3 separate regions of the Mus musculus genome follow, and all the other regions are linked to region 3. Evidence: chromatin contacts called from public Hi-C and HiChIP or PLAC-seq data. All regions are on one chromosome and are shown on one strand. The core of a region is the stretch at or near the end of the contact, and the rest is flanking DNA. Distances in the headings are between cores, read along the strand shown.

Region 1 (3,725 bases), core at 207-2,706, 840 kb before region 3:
CCGAGTAAACAAAGTTCCATATTTCCAAGTCATAGAAGGAAATAATGTTGGAAAATAATTAGTGATGTTTAATGTAATCCTACATGAGCTATTTATTAGTTGGATTACTGCTTCTATGTTGTAACTAATATTTAAGAAATTGCTATTCGAGAACTTTTTATATAATATTAAGTAGCAATATCCACAGGACCAAAATCGATAGTAAAACAGTCGTCCCTTTCTAAACAGATAACACAGAGAGGCTGAGTATGAAAGTATATTACATTCTGATAAAAAATCAAAACCAGTCATTGGAATTCAATTATTCATAATTTTCATAAAGCTTTAAAATGAATGCCAATATGTTCCTTTGTTTGTTTATGACACATAGCACATTTTTACAAAATGTCTAGTTATTTCACTATGTGGTATTGGATACTGGTTTTTAAGTTGAATTGACAAATACATGTTTTACATGTTTTTCTATTTTAATTTAATATAATTTAATTTCACATATGCTATATCTCAAGCCATGGACACTCTCTTCAATGATGTTAAACTTCAAGATTATTTTTAAAAATTGTTACCAGAAAGTTTCCAGCAGAGCTGAATAGAACTCTAAACCTGAAGAGAGGAATTAAGTCAGTAGAAGTAAAGAGAAGTCAGAGACTAGACCCGCGCTGCCAGCACCGTCTCTGTAAGCGTCTCACAGGCTAATAGCATCTAAGAGGCCTGGCAAGCCGCTGTTCTGTTGGAACTTTCCATACCTCTTCTAGGAAGTTGGTGAAACAGCAAGGTTTAAACACCCAGGTTATTGCTACCACTCATTGCCTGCCCTGCTAAGCTGCTGCAAAAACAGGTGATGACGGAAACGTAACAGGAAAATGTGAGAGAGTAGTCGTACCAGTCACTTATGGTGCTCAAACAAATCCGGGGGAACGTGCAGTTTTATTTGCGTAGCAGCTGATAAGATAAGCCAACAGCGAACAGCCCCCTTTGGTGATTAGTAAATTATTACCCACAGCCCGAGCTACCGGCCGCTTCCTCTTGGCATTCCTGATGGCGGAGGAGGAAAAGACGGAGCGAAACACATGAAGGTACGGTCTACTGTGAGACATTGTAGTGGGATTATCAATGCGATGTTTGCTAAAGACAGTTGTAGAAATTCCTGATCCATTTAAAAGTGTGAATTCTTATATGCAATTAGGAATGTCTAAACAAAAATTCCCTTTCTTTCTCTCTCGCTTCTCTGGGTATGGGCTAATTTCTAACACTGTCTTCAGGAACACCGCACGAAAGGGCAGAAGATAGCAAGAATTATTACTGCCATAATTTCATTTTTGAGGTTCATGGTAAAAATAAATTTTAAAGACTCAGAAAGGTCAAATTATATGTCACGATAGAGCCTTACTTTCACCTGTTCCAAAGAGCAACTCGAGTGTAAAGAAAGGATAGGATGCTGTAAACGAATTCAAGCTACTGATGACAGCTGCAGGCGCTGACTCTGCGCACGCAGGACTGAAGCCCAGTCATGACTGCCGCGCTCTCAAGATGCCAACAGCAAGAAAAGCGCGTCATTATCCCTATGCTGTCAATTATCACTTTGTGTCTGTTAGTCTGTGAAAATGGCTTCCATGTGAACCGCATAATCCTATTGGCTATTTCCCCTCACTGCCAAACAGAATTTCAAATCTGAGACCTTTCTCCGTGACGGATACAAAGTTTCATTTTACTAATGTGAGTTACACTTGTGGGATGGAAAGCGAAATTCTACGCACTGTGGAAAATATTTAAAGATACTCATAAAGCAAGTTTTAAGAACATTCTAGGTATTACAGTAGACAACATGATTTAGTGTCGATATAAACAAGACTGCTGTAAGTTTGCAAAGGTCTGGGCTTCAAAACCACTAGATATTTGCACATAGAAAGAACAACTTATTAAAGTCCGTGTTTAAACTATATACCAAGAGAAAGTACAGAATTCTGACAGGCAACTAAAGAAGTTAAAATTCATAAGAAGAAACAGGAGAGGCTCTCGAGTGTGAGTGTGTGTGTGTGTGTGTGTGTGTGTGTGTGTGTGTGTGTGTGTATTAAAAGACAGAGAAAGAAATAGAAAGAAAGAACAAAAAAATTCTCTCAAAGTTTCAAAATTCTTTGGAATAAATTTGCTAAGATATTTAGTTGTAAGAAGTGAAAAAGCTGTTTCCAGATTAATGGAAAAATAAATTTCAAGCATAAATATGTCTTGTATGTATATGTTACAGTTAAAGTTATCAAGTTGAGGCCTCTGGAAGATTGAGTCCATGAGAATATCGCTTTGGTTGCAGCTTACATAAACCAGTCAGAACGAAGCGAATTGAAAGCGAAGCACAGCAAATCCTAACGACAGACACGTGGGCGTTTCCAGAGCGAGGCAGTGGTATGACTGCCCTTAGGGCAGGTTAGCAATGAGCCATGACTAAACGGATGGACCAGGGTAAAGAGCAAACTACGCCACTGTAGGCCCGGAAGGCAAGAGGTCAGCTAACGTGAATCTGTGCGGGGTGAGCTCTCTGACAGACAGGTCTGTGTCTTCTCAGGGGCCGACTTCCATGAGACTCAGTGATTCTCACATGCTCATTTTGCATACTGTCACGCAAAATAACAAGAATCAGCAAAGTTTATATAGTACATAATCTATCCCCAATATTTCCCAGATAACAATATGAGAGTCTGATAGATCATTATTAATATGATGGAGGGAAATGAGAGGTATGTCAAACAGAACCCAGTAAGTTCAGAGAGGACTTGGTTCTGACGTGACTTCTGAGTCCTTCTGATGTCCTTAATTCAAAGTACTTCGCTTACATTTTGATTTTTTTTCAAATTTTTTTTTCTCAAATCCCAACACAAATAGAACACTCATTTTGAAGACTATATTTACTCGACTCCAGTAACTTTCCAACACAGAAATTATCATTGGTTCCTTTCCAAATGCTTTTTTTTTTTTTTAATAGCAGAGCTCGTGGTATTTTCTTGAATACATAAAATGGACACACAGTTGAATCAAATCGGAATTCTTAAGGAACTGCATGCTTCGTTTGATTCTGGTAATGAGAATCAGGAAAGGCCAACTGTTTCCTGTCCCAGGCAAACCAAACGAATAACTTGTAATTAGTGAAAACCTAGTAACTGTTGGGAGTGCTAGAGGTCAGCTTGTCCTGAATGGCACTTAGCCTGACTTCAGGAGGCAAGCTTGCCGCCCTCAGCGCTAATCCTTCCACCCACAAATGGGAAGCAGCAACTGGAGAAGCTTTTCAAGTCCACAAGGTGGCGCTCTCCAACAGTTAAAAGAAAGTTTGCTTCGCGGAGAAAGAGAAAAAGATACAAGGTCATTTACAACCACCTTAGATGAAATTTGGAAAAGGGAACGCGGACTCGCCCTGTTTTCCTCTCTTCAAGCCGAGTAAAGCTATGCATACGTTCCTGTGATCTCACCTGCTGTCTGGAAAATAGCTGTACACAGACGTTTAGATACTTCAAATAAGGAAAATAGACACATGAACAAAATTGCTATTATCAGAAAAATGTATCAGTTTGATCCAAAAATATGCCGACTTCTGTTTTGTTTCTTTGTCTTGTTAGTGCTCGGCTAGTACATCCGTATGAATGTCATTTTGGGTCATATAACTGCACGCTAAAATCTATGTGATGACCATAGAAATTATAGATGACCATAGAAAGTTATAATTAGAGTCAGTTGTC
Region 2 (4,323 bases), core at 1,748-4,247, 510 kb before region 3:
AGTGTCATTCCAGGGACAGTTCTGTGATGGAGCCATAATGATGTCATCAAGTACTGATCAGAGAGGTCTAGGGAGATGGTTCAGTCTCTAAAGTGCTTGCTGACCAAGAAAGGAACCAGGGTTCAGGTCCCCGGTTCAGGCCCCTGACATCCACATAAAGTCAGGACTGGTATGCATGTGCAACCTCAGTAAGAGAGGCTAGTCCTGTCTGAGTCCTGGAGCACCTCAAATCGAATCTCTGAGCTCCATGTTCAGTGAGAGACCCTGACTCAAGAAATTAGGTGGAACGGGATTGAGGGAGGTTCTTGACATCAGCCTTTGCCCCCCCCACACACACACACGCACACACACACACATACACACACATACACACACACATACACACACATATACACACACACACACATATACACACACACATACACACGCACACACACATACACACACACACACATATACACACATACACACACACATACACACACACATACACACTCACACACACACGTACACGCACAGTAGCAGAATACCATTACTAGCCAGTCTGGCCTCAGACCCCAGATTCTCTAGGCTGCACATCATGAGCAATTGTTAGTGATCTCTATATGTTTATGCAGCTCTGTATGTTTATAGAAACTCCAGACAGTCTCTTTTTTTATCTATTGTTATGGCAAAAACAATTAACAACAGCTACTTAAGGGAAGAGGGGCTTACTTGGTTCCCAGCCTGAGGGTGAAGTTCACCATGGTGAAATGCATGGTTCTAGCTCTGAGTTGGGGGGAAGACAGCAGGAGCCTGAGGCAGCTGGTTACACTGCACCCACAGTCCAGAAGGAGAGAGTCATGGATCTCACGCTCATCTCTCCTAATCCCTTTCACTCAGTCTGGGGCCTCAGCCCGTGGGAGAGCGTCATGGACACTTAGCATGGATCTTCCCATCTGTGTCAAATCTCTCTGAAAGCATCCACACTGACAGGTGCAGAGGTATGTCTTCTAACTGATCCTCAGGCCCATCAAGTAAGCAACCAAGATTAATCACCACAGTTCCCTAGATCCGTTTATGTTTGAGAAAGGAAATTTAATTTCAAGATTAAATAGAACACAAGTGACCTAAAAGTTACACCAGTATTTCTAACACAAGTCATATGACTTCAATGTTTTTCAGTCTGTATTACTGATTGGCTCCCTTTCCTTGTGTGAATGGAGAAAGCTGCTTTTAAGATATTGAACATTAAGATTTATAAAATATTGTAAAACTTCTAAAATTTATAAAATCACTTATTTTTTATTATATTAAGTGACATAAGCAGGTTAGAGGAAATTTCTGGGATCATGAGTCTTTTTCCTCTGTAATAAAAGAAGAGACATGAAGGGACTGTTTGTTCTCAGGACTCCTGGACACAACAGTATTTATCTTTGATCCTAGCAGAAGCTTTCCAGAAACACTGTTTTATACAGTTGCTTGTCATGTGACAGCACAGGAAAATTAAAGATAATCCCTTTATGCATGCATGCTAAAATATGTGCTCAGTTTTAGTTATATGCTAAATTTGCAGCTCCTTCAAAATACATTGTATCACTATGCATAACTATGTAGAATTTTTTTACTTGCCAATTGCATACACAGATATAATACATTTTGATCTTTTCCTGACCCATTACCCTCTTATCCAACTCTCTTCAACTAAAATCTTTCTCATGCCCTGTAAGTCCTTCTCCTACGTTTTGGCCACTAATTTTAATTAGTGGTTCTTATGTGAACAGGGTGATAGATTGTTTATCAGAAGTGGGCATCTAACTCAGCAGTGGCTATACTCCTAAAGAAACTGTCAGCCCTAGAAGAAATGTTTAAAAAGAAATGTTTTTGATCACCTACTGTTTGTAACATTCTAGAGTCAGAGCTTTAGTTTGTTTCTGGATTAATCTGGATAAGTGAAAATATTCTGAGATATGCTAAATATGCTTATAATATAGTGATTATATAGATGTGAGCATAAATAATACATGATCTAAAATGAAAAGGCTTTGGGAGAGAAGAAAGAAACCGCAGTTTGAATATAATCACAAAATCACCTATTATTATGTATCCTTGCCTATAAGCTGTGCTGCTTTGGATTGGAGGACACTTTGAGGTCAAGAATCAATTATGTCAGAAGAGCACCTGCTCTTTGCAGGGGGGCGGTGCCGGGGGGCGTATTGAAACAATCTACATAATGGGACAGATACCTAAAGATATCTAAGCTCTATCTACCTACTTACATATCTGTCTATCTGTCTGTCTGTCAGTCATCTATCTCTTGGAGAAATACTTTGTTGATAAATGAAGCAGGCATTAAATGGAAAGCACTACCACACACTACCCATCGCTTCTAAACGGATTGGGGTTGTGTTTAGGCATCCTGGTAAATCCCCTGCCTGCCTTCTCTTGCCTCACCCTTGCTCACATCCCCAGCCTGAGATTCCTTTCAGTGGTTATAGTTTCAAACAAGTACTGCAATGGTGCTAACAAGAATTCTTTTTGCTTCTTTAAATTTTGTTCTGTTTTGATGGAATTGTGTTGTGAATGAAGCCAAAATCTTTAGAAAAGAGTAATATGAACCTTGTGTTTAAAAAAAAAAAAAATTACAGCAAGTGACTGGAAAACCTCACCAATGCATGTCCCCATCAGAGTTCAGCTGAGATTTCACAAACAGACCATGCGTGCAGCATCTCACAGCCAGCCGTGTACACTGGGACCATTCCCAATCCTCAGGGCTGTTGCTCATTTCTGGATGTCCCTGCAAACAGGGGATGATATCACTTAAGGTTTAGGCAATGTTTTGTTTTTCTTTAAAAAAAAAAAAAAAAAAAAACAGAAACCCAATGTCAAAATAAAGCCAAGTGGATAAATCCTGTCTTAATAGCGAGCATATGTTTCCTGCTCCCCATTGCTAAACCCAGATGTTAATGGCATGTTTGTCATCGCACTGCTCTCTTCTCGTTTGGCGCTAGCTGAGCTTACATTGCAGGCAGGATAAATGTCATGTGTGCACCATCAGTAAAACCAAGACGATTCTTCACAGTCTGGTGAAGCGCTGATGACATCCGAGAGCCAAATTACAGAAGATTCTTCAGACATTCAGAGTTCTTCATGGTGTTAGCGTTTTTCCATGTAACTCGAACATGAGCACTGTGGGCTGAGCTAGGCGAGAAACTGGACATGCTGACATGTTACTTTATAAAGAATGCAATAAAATACAATTACTGCTCAGTTTTGATTTAGGAGTCTTCTGGGATTTTTTTTTTTTAGTTTGTATATTTTACAGCACTCTATGGCATTTGAGAGAAATAGATTTAGCTTATTGTTTTAAGCCACTAAATCTTGCAGCCAATGCTAGAAGTTGGCTGGCTAGCTAATAAATGGGAACACTTAATTTGCTTTAGTAAAGAAAGAGAAAAATGGATCTCGCTTTTATAGTCCATTCATTCTGGCCTGTGCATGTATTTTAACTCCGTTCAGCGTTTGATAATATGGTATAGGAAAAACACTTATTCTGAATTGATCAGCTCTCAAAAAAAAAGTCAAACATTTTAAATTACATACCAGTTAATGTAATTGGTAAAGGTATTATGAATGAGGTTTCTGAGTTTAACAAAACATGCTCTGATAGAGATTTTAATTTAATATTGACCCATTGGATTTTATGTTTGTTTTTCATTGTCCTCATTTTTCATTTAAGAGCATAATGGGAATTAAAATTTCCCATTAGTTATATTAGAATTGTGTGTGTGTACATATATGTATATACATATATATGTGTGTTTATGTATATATGTTCTGTATATACACATATATACATAAAACACATATAAGCATTTCATATCACCCAATGACATTTAGCTCGACAACTGGTAACTTTAGATAGCCCAAGACAAATCACAGCCATTTTTCATTTCTTCACTAGATACATAAGATGAATGTCCTACATGTTTGAATGTCCATACATTAGTGTTCAAAAGCTGGCTGTCAAAGCAGGATGTGAGCCAGACACCAAGATATCTTTCTTGTCACAAGAGTTCAAATTGGCTGAGTATGTTAGGAAAGAGAATATCAGACGTGTCACTGGGCATGAGTGGGAGGCCAAAGTCTGAACCTAACCTAAACTACTTTTGAGTTGTCTATGAGACTTCCAAAAAATACTAAGCAGAGGTTTAGATACATTAAGGAAGAATGTTTGGCTAAAAATATACATATTGGAATTGTCTCCAAATAACTCATTATCAAAACTATTCACTGGAAGAAATTAAATAATCCTAAGTACACTGAGAAATGGAATTTAAAAGA
Region 3 (4,166 bases), core at 514-3,013:
TTTCTGTGAACACATCTTGTAGTATCCAAAGATCCAGAGCTAAATAGAAGCCGAGCACAGCACACAGTCAACGTATAGACTTCTCGGTGGTATGCAAACATCCAAATCCCTCAGCAGGACTACCAAGCACTAGATTCATAAGCTATTGTGGCATTTGGGAGACTTTTAAGTTTGTAATGATAACAGAGAGTCAACAGCTCTTCTTATACTTGCTGTGCTGTGCCAGTGACCACTGATGCTAATGTGGGACATTTCCTGCCAGCTATTCATTGATTAAAAAAAAAAAAAAGTCATATTTTCCAGAGACTGGGTAGGAGATAAGATGTCAAAAAGTAATAAGGACTGAAATGAGGGAGCAGAATACAAACGAACCCAAAAGAGAAAACATTACAGCGATGGTATTTTTTTTTCCTCCTGTATATGCAGATGGACAGGAAAATTATAGCAGTAATTGCAGTCTCCGTTTCACCAGAGACGTATGGCCTTGGGGAATCAGGAGATAGGAGGAAAAGCCAATGAAAATGCACGCTCATCAGGAGCTTTGGCCAAGGGCATTCACCCTCCCTGTGCCTTGGTTTCCTTAAAGGTTGAAAAGCATCATTTACTTATTTCAGTTACTTGGGAAGATGAATGAGAGAATGCCTCAGAAGCATCCAAACTGGTCAGGGAAAAAAAAAAAAAAGGTGCTTCGAGAATGCCAAGTTGTACTGTTATTATTGAACTGTGTTTCCTCTGGGATGAGTCATTTGCTGCAAAGCCATGGAGACAATTCCAAGAGTGATGATGAAGGACCAGGGGCAGTAAGGAGCAAGCATAGCGCTCTTTACTGGTGCAAGGGAGGTCTTACTAGCAGTGAACCCTTCCTTTGTTCAAAGGACAAGGGGGCCGGGGGTGCCAAGGCATTAAAAATACTATACAGCAACGTATTCATTCGAGTAGACTCTTGGAAATCTATAGGCGATTTGAATTCAGACTTTGCCATTTTTCACCATAACCCTGGGCACAATCACCTTTGTTCCTTTACGTTTCTTTGCCCCTCTCAGTGAAACGGAGACAATCATAGTTCGAAGGGATTTAAATGTCCACCACCCCAAGGACTCCGTAAAGTTAAGTTGCCCTTGTAATAAATGAGAGAGATTGGGAGCCTAGAAATTCACGTTGATAATCAAGTGCATCTTTTTTAAGAAAGGAAAAGGCAAGTTTTTATTTTCTAAACTATTATATGGCTCAGAAGCTTAGAAAGGAAAAAAAAAAAACCACCAGTAACAAAAAGACCTTAAGTCTGAATCAGTCCCATTTCAGTGGTCCGAGCTCACTCGCGGACCCTCCTTTATTTGGCACGCCACACACCAGAAAAGCCTTTCCCAAAAGCAGTTTTCCATTTCAACGCCCGGCGTCTCCCAGAGAAGCCCCGGGCTAGGCAGGCAGTAGCTGATTCAAAACCTCACAGGTTCGGAGCCCAGCCCTCCGGGCGGGCGCCGGCGGGACCCGACCCCGGAACCTTCGCGCGGCGCGGGCGGGGCACGGGGGAGGGCTTTGGCGGGGGCGCGGCGCCGCTTCGCCCAGCCTCCGAGCGAGCGAGCGAGCGAGCGCAGCGCGGGCCGGCGGCCGGCCGCGGAGGATGCCGAGGGGCGGCGACGCAGGCCGGACTCAGCCGGGGCGGCGGGGAGGGCGCCGCCCGAGGGGGTAGGGCGGCCGCGGGGGCGCGCTCGGGCCGGGCCGCGCGCCCTGCGCTCCTTTCGCTCGCTCGCTCGCTCGCTCGCTCGCGCCCTCCTTCCTCAGCGGCGGCGGCAGCACAAGGCGGCGGCGGCGGCGGCCGGGGAGCAGACATGGCGGCCGACCTGAACCTGGAGTGGATCTGCTCGCTGCCGCGCTCCTGGACGTACGGGATCACTAGGGGCGGCCGCGTCTTCTTCATCAAGTGAGCGGGCGGGGGAGGCGCCGCCGGGCGGCTGGGGGGAGCGGTGGGAGCGAGCGGGCCGGGGGCCCCCGTGGGTCGCCCCTCGCGCCGCTCAGCGCCTGTCCCTTCTCTTCCCTGCAGCGAGGAGGCCAAGAGCACCACCTGGCTACACCCGGTCACCGGCGAGGCCGTGGTCACCGGGCACCGGCGGCAGAGCACAGGTAGGGCCGGCCGGGGCTGCGGCTCCGGGCCACCTGGCGGGGTTGGAGGGGCTCCGGGCTCCGCGCGACTGAGTCCCGGGGCGCCTATTCTTCTCCGCCTTTTCATCAGCGCTTGGAGACGGCGCCCTCTTCCTGGCGCCCTGGTCCCCATCCTTTCCCGGACGCCCCCCGAGGATGGGCGACGCCCCTCTACCCCGGATCGCCCCCGTCTCCGCCTCCAGCACCCTTTAGGAAGTCCTCACCCGCTCCCCTTTGCTCCCCGCATCCCAGCACCCCTGCGGTGAGACGGTCCCGCATCCTCGCCCTGCTCCCCAGAGAACTGCTTTCTGCCAAGCAGCTTCCTCCTCCACCACCTCCTACTTCTCCTAAGTGGGACTGTGGGTAGGTGACTGATGGAAGAGTTAGGGGTGCTGCGGTGCCCCCCCACCATGTGATCCAAACACCGGTGAGTCCCCTCCTGCTACCCGAGTAGCCGCTGGAGTTAGGACGCTGGAGCGGGCGCCGCAGCCAGTGATCCCGGCTCAAAAGTCCCCGGTAGCCGCAGCCAAGCTCCACGTACCACCAGCAGGCGGTGGGCGAGCCAGGGCGGTCCCGCGTGGGGGGCCTTCGGGCCCCAGTTCCACGAGGAAATGCATCTCGGGTTGCTTTGATAGCTTTCTTGAATGTTTAGCATGAGTTGAGCTGGAGGAGGGCTTGTGGTGGTTTCAGTGCTGGTCTGGCTTTCTTTTGTCATTCTTTGTTTACATTCACCCAACTTGTTTGCCTGAAACGTAACGTGAGTTCTCATACTGGCCCGCCTCTATTCCGGGTGACTGCAAAGGCTTGAGAACAGTTGGGTCGAAGGTGAGGCCCAGTTCTGTCTCTCCCTCTGGGTACTTTTCTCGCCAGCTCCGAGGTTCTGAGGATCTCCTATTAAAGTTGCCAGAAGGGTGAACAAACCTGCCTTTTCTGCTAAACGCTGGAGTTCAGTGAAGTGACTAATAATGTGTCCAAATTTGCACAAGTGTGGAGGAGGAAAGGGAAGGCTGCTGTAGCAGGCATGATGAGGTTACATTTTTAGGGCATTTCTGACTAATAAACCGTCATGTTTCCTAACTCTCTGCACTCTTTAGCTTCAGCCTGTTTACTGTACGCATTTGCAACTTTGATAGCCTCGTTACCCTTGTGGATATGGGCACGTTTATTTCATGGAAGACAATATAGGGTTAAAAGAATTTAGCCCAAATGTTTTATGGCATTATCTCAGGCCTATTTTGATTACGTATGACACGAATGTCTTCGAATTACCCTCACAGATTAAAAAATAGCAGTCACATGCCGGAAATATTTTATTCTATGATGTGATTTCGCATTTATCTATTTATTTATTCTTGTTTGATTTACTTTGCTTGGGCTCCCGTTCTGTGCACACATGTGTGCCTTTTCATTCTGGAGATGCTGTGATTAAATCCAAAGCTCTTGTCATCATAAGTGGCACATAAGTGGCCTGTGGCACATAAGTGGCACATAAAGATGCAGTCGCTCACTTGAAACCCCACCTCTCTTCAGGTCAAGTGTGTTGAAACTCGTGTGTAAGGATTCAGTCAGTTTTCCACTAATTGAAGGCTTGCGTTCCTTTCATGGTAGAAGAAACCTAAATGGATTCGAATTGAAAAATAGGGTTTTGAATAAACAAGATATACCTAAAAAGGCAAAATGCTGCCCATTTGGGGTTTGTGCAGTCAGTGATGGGTGTTTTACCAGGGCTCGAAGACTTTGCCTTTGGGATATCACAGCTGATCCTTTCCCACCCTGACCACTGTTAAAGGGAATAATTATGTTAGGTCATCTCAAATATTGCTGGAACTTTCCTGGTGGCTTTAAATTTGAATTGTCATCTTCCAAATTCCAAATAATGTTATATTGATTGACTAATGATCTTGCCAGCCAAGACTTTGGATCGACACATACTTAAATGAACATGGTGAAGACAGATAAGATGGGTTTAAGCTTATTTTGCAGTCTCACTGAAGTAATACTAATTGTAACATATGTTTTTTAGATTT

Evidence for each region. Hi-C and Micro-C count contacts between places; a contact is called where the count stands out from the background. HiChIP or PLAC-seq counts read pairs in DNA pulled down with a chosen protein or histone mark.
Region 1: an H3K4me3 HiChIP or PLAC-seq map of neural tube shows a contact between it and region 3, with 6 times the contacts expected there. The contact joins the enhancer-like site here to the promoter of Plekha5 in region 3. A contact is called at or near these places in 10 of 39 promoter capture datasets (the 3T3-L1 cell line, 3T3-L1-derived adipocytes, the C10 cell line and 6 more), 9 of 484 Hi-C or Micro-C datasets (cerebral cortex, cortical neurons, cranial neural crest and 6 more) and 16 of 115 datasets of contacts at active chromatin or transcription factors (SST interneurons, astrocytes, craniofacial prominence and 12 more).
Region 2: a contact with region 3 is called in a Hi-C map of uterus, with 2.8 times the contacts expected there. The contact joins the enhancer-like site here to the promoter of Plekha5 in region 3. A contact is called at or near these places in 9 of 39 promoter capture datasets (the 3T3-L1 cell line, 3T3-L1-derived adipocytes, cranial neural crest and 5 more), 2 of 484 Hi-C or Micro-C datasets (palatal mesenchyme and uterus) and 7 of 115 datasets of contacts at active chromatin or transcription factors (astrocytes, craniofacial prominence, embryonic basal ganglia and 4 more).

Annotation. Positions count from the first base shown.
Region 1 is chr6:139,586,190-139,589,914 of GRCm38.p6, forward strand. No RefSeq gene overlaps it. Among named protein-coding and RNA genes, the nearest start is that of Pik3c2g, 26 kb to the right of the region's middle. Within about 2 kb of position 1,457, at least 33 of the 459 cell types and tissues checked have an H3K27ac peak or open chromatin away from gene starts, as enhancers often do. A contact at or near this core is called in liver, neural tube and pancreatic cancer cells, where this site is marked.
Region 2 is chr6:139,906,469-139,910,791 of GRCm38.p6, forward strand. All of the region lies in intron 30 of Pik3c2g (phosphatidylinositol-4-phosphate 3-kinase catalytic subunit type 2 gamma), which reads left to right. Among named protein-coding and RNA genes, the nearest start is that of Plcz1, 130 kb to the right of the region's middle. Within about 2 kb of position 2,998, at least 19 of the 459 cell types and tissues checked have an H3K27ac peak or open chromatin away from gene starts, as enhancers often do. A contact at or near this core is called in craniofacial prominence, second pharyngeal arch cranial neural crest and uterus, where this site is marked.
Region 3 is chr6:140,422,336-140,426,501 of GRCm38.p6, forward strand. Plekha5 (pleckstrin homology domain containing, family A member 5) reads left to right here and starts at 1,764. Exons shown (of 31, transcript NM_144920.3): 1 at 1,764-1,921; 2 at 2,042-2,121; 3 at 4,163-4,166. The coding sequence starts at 1,830.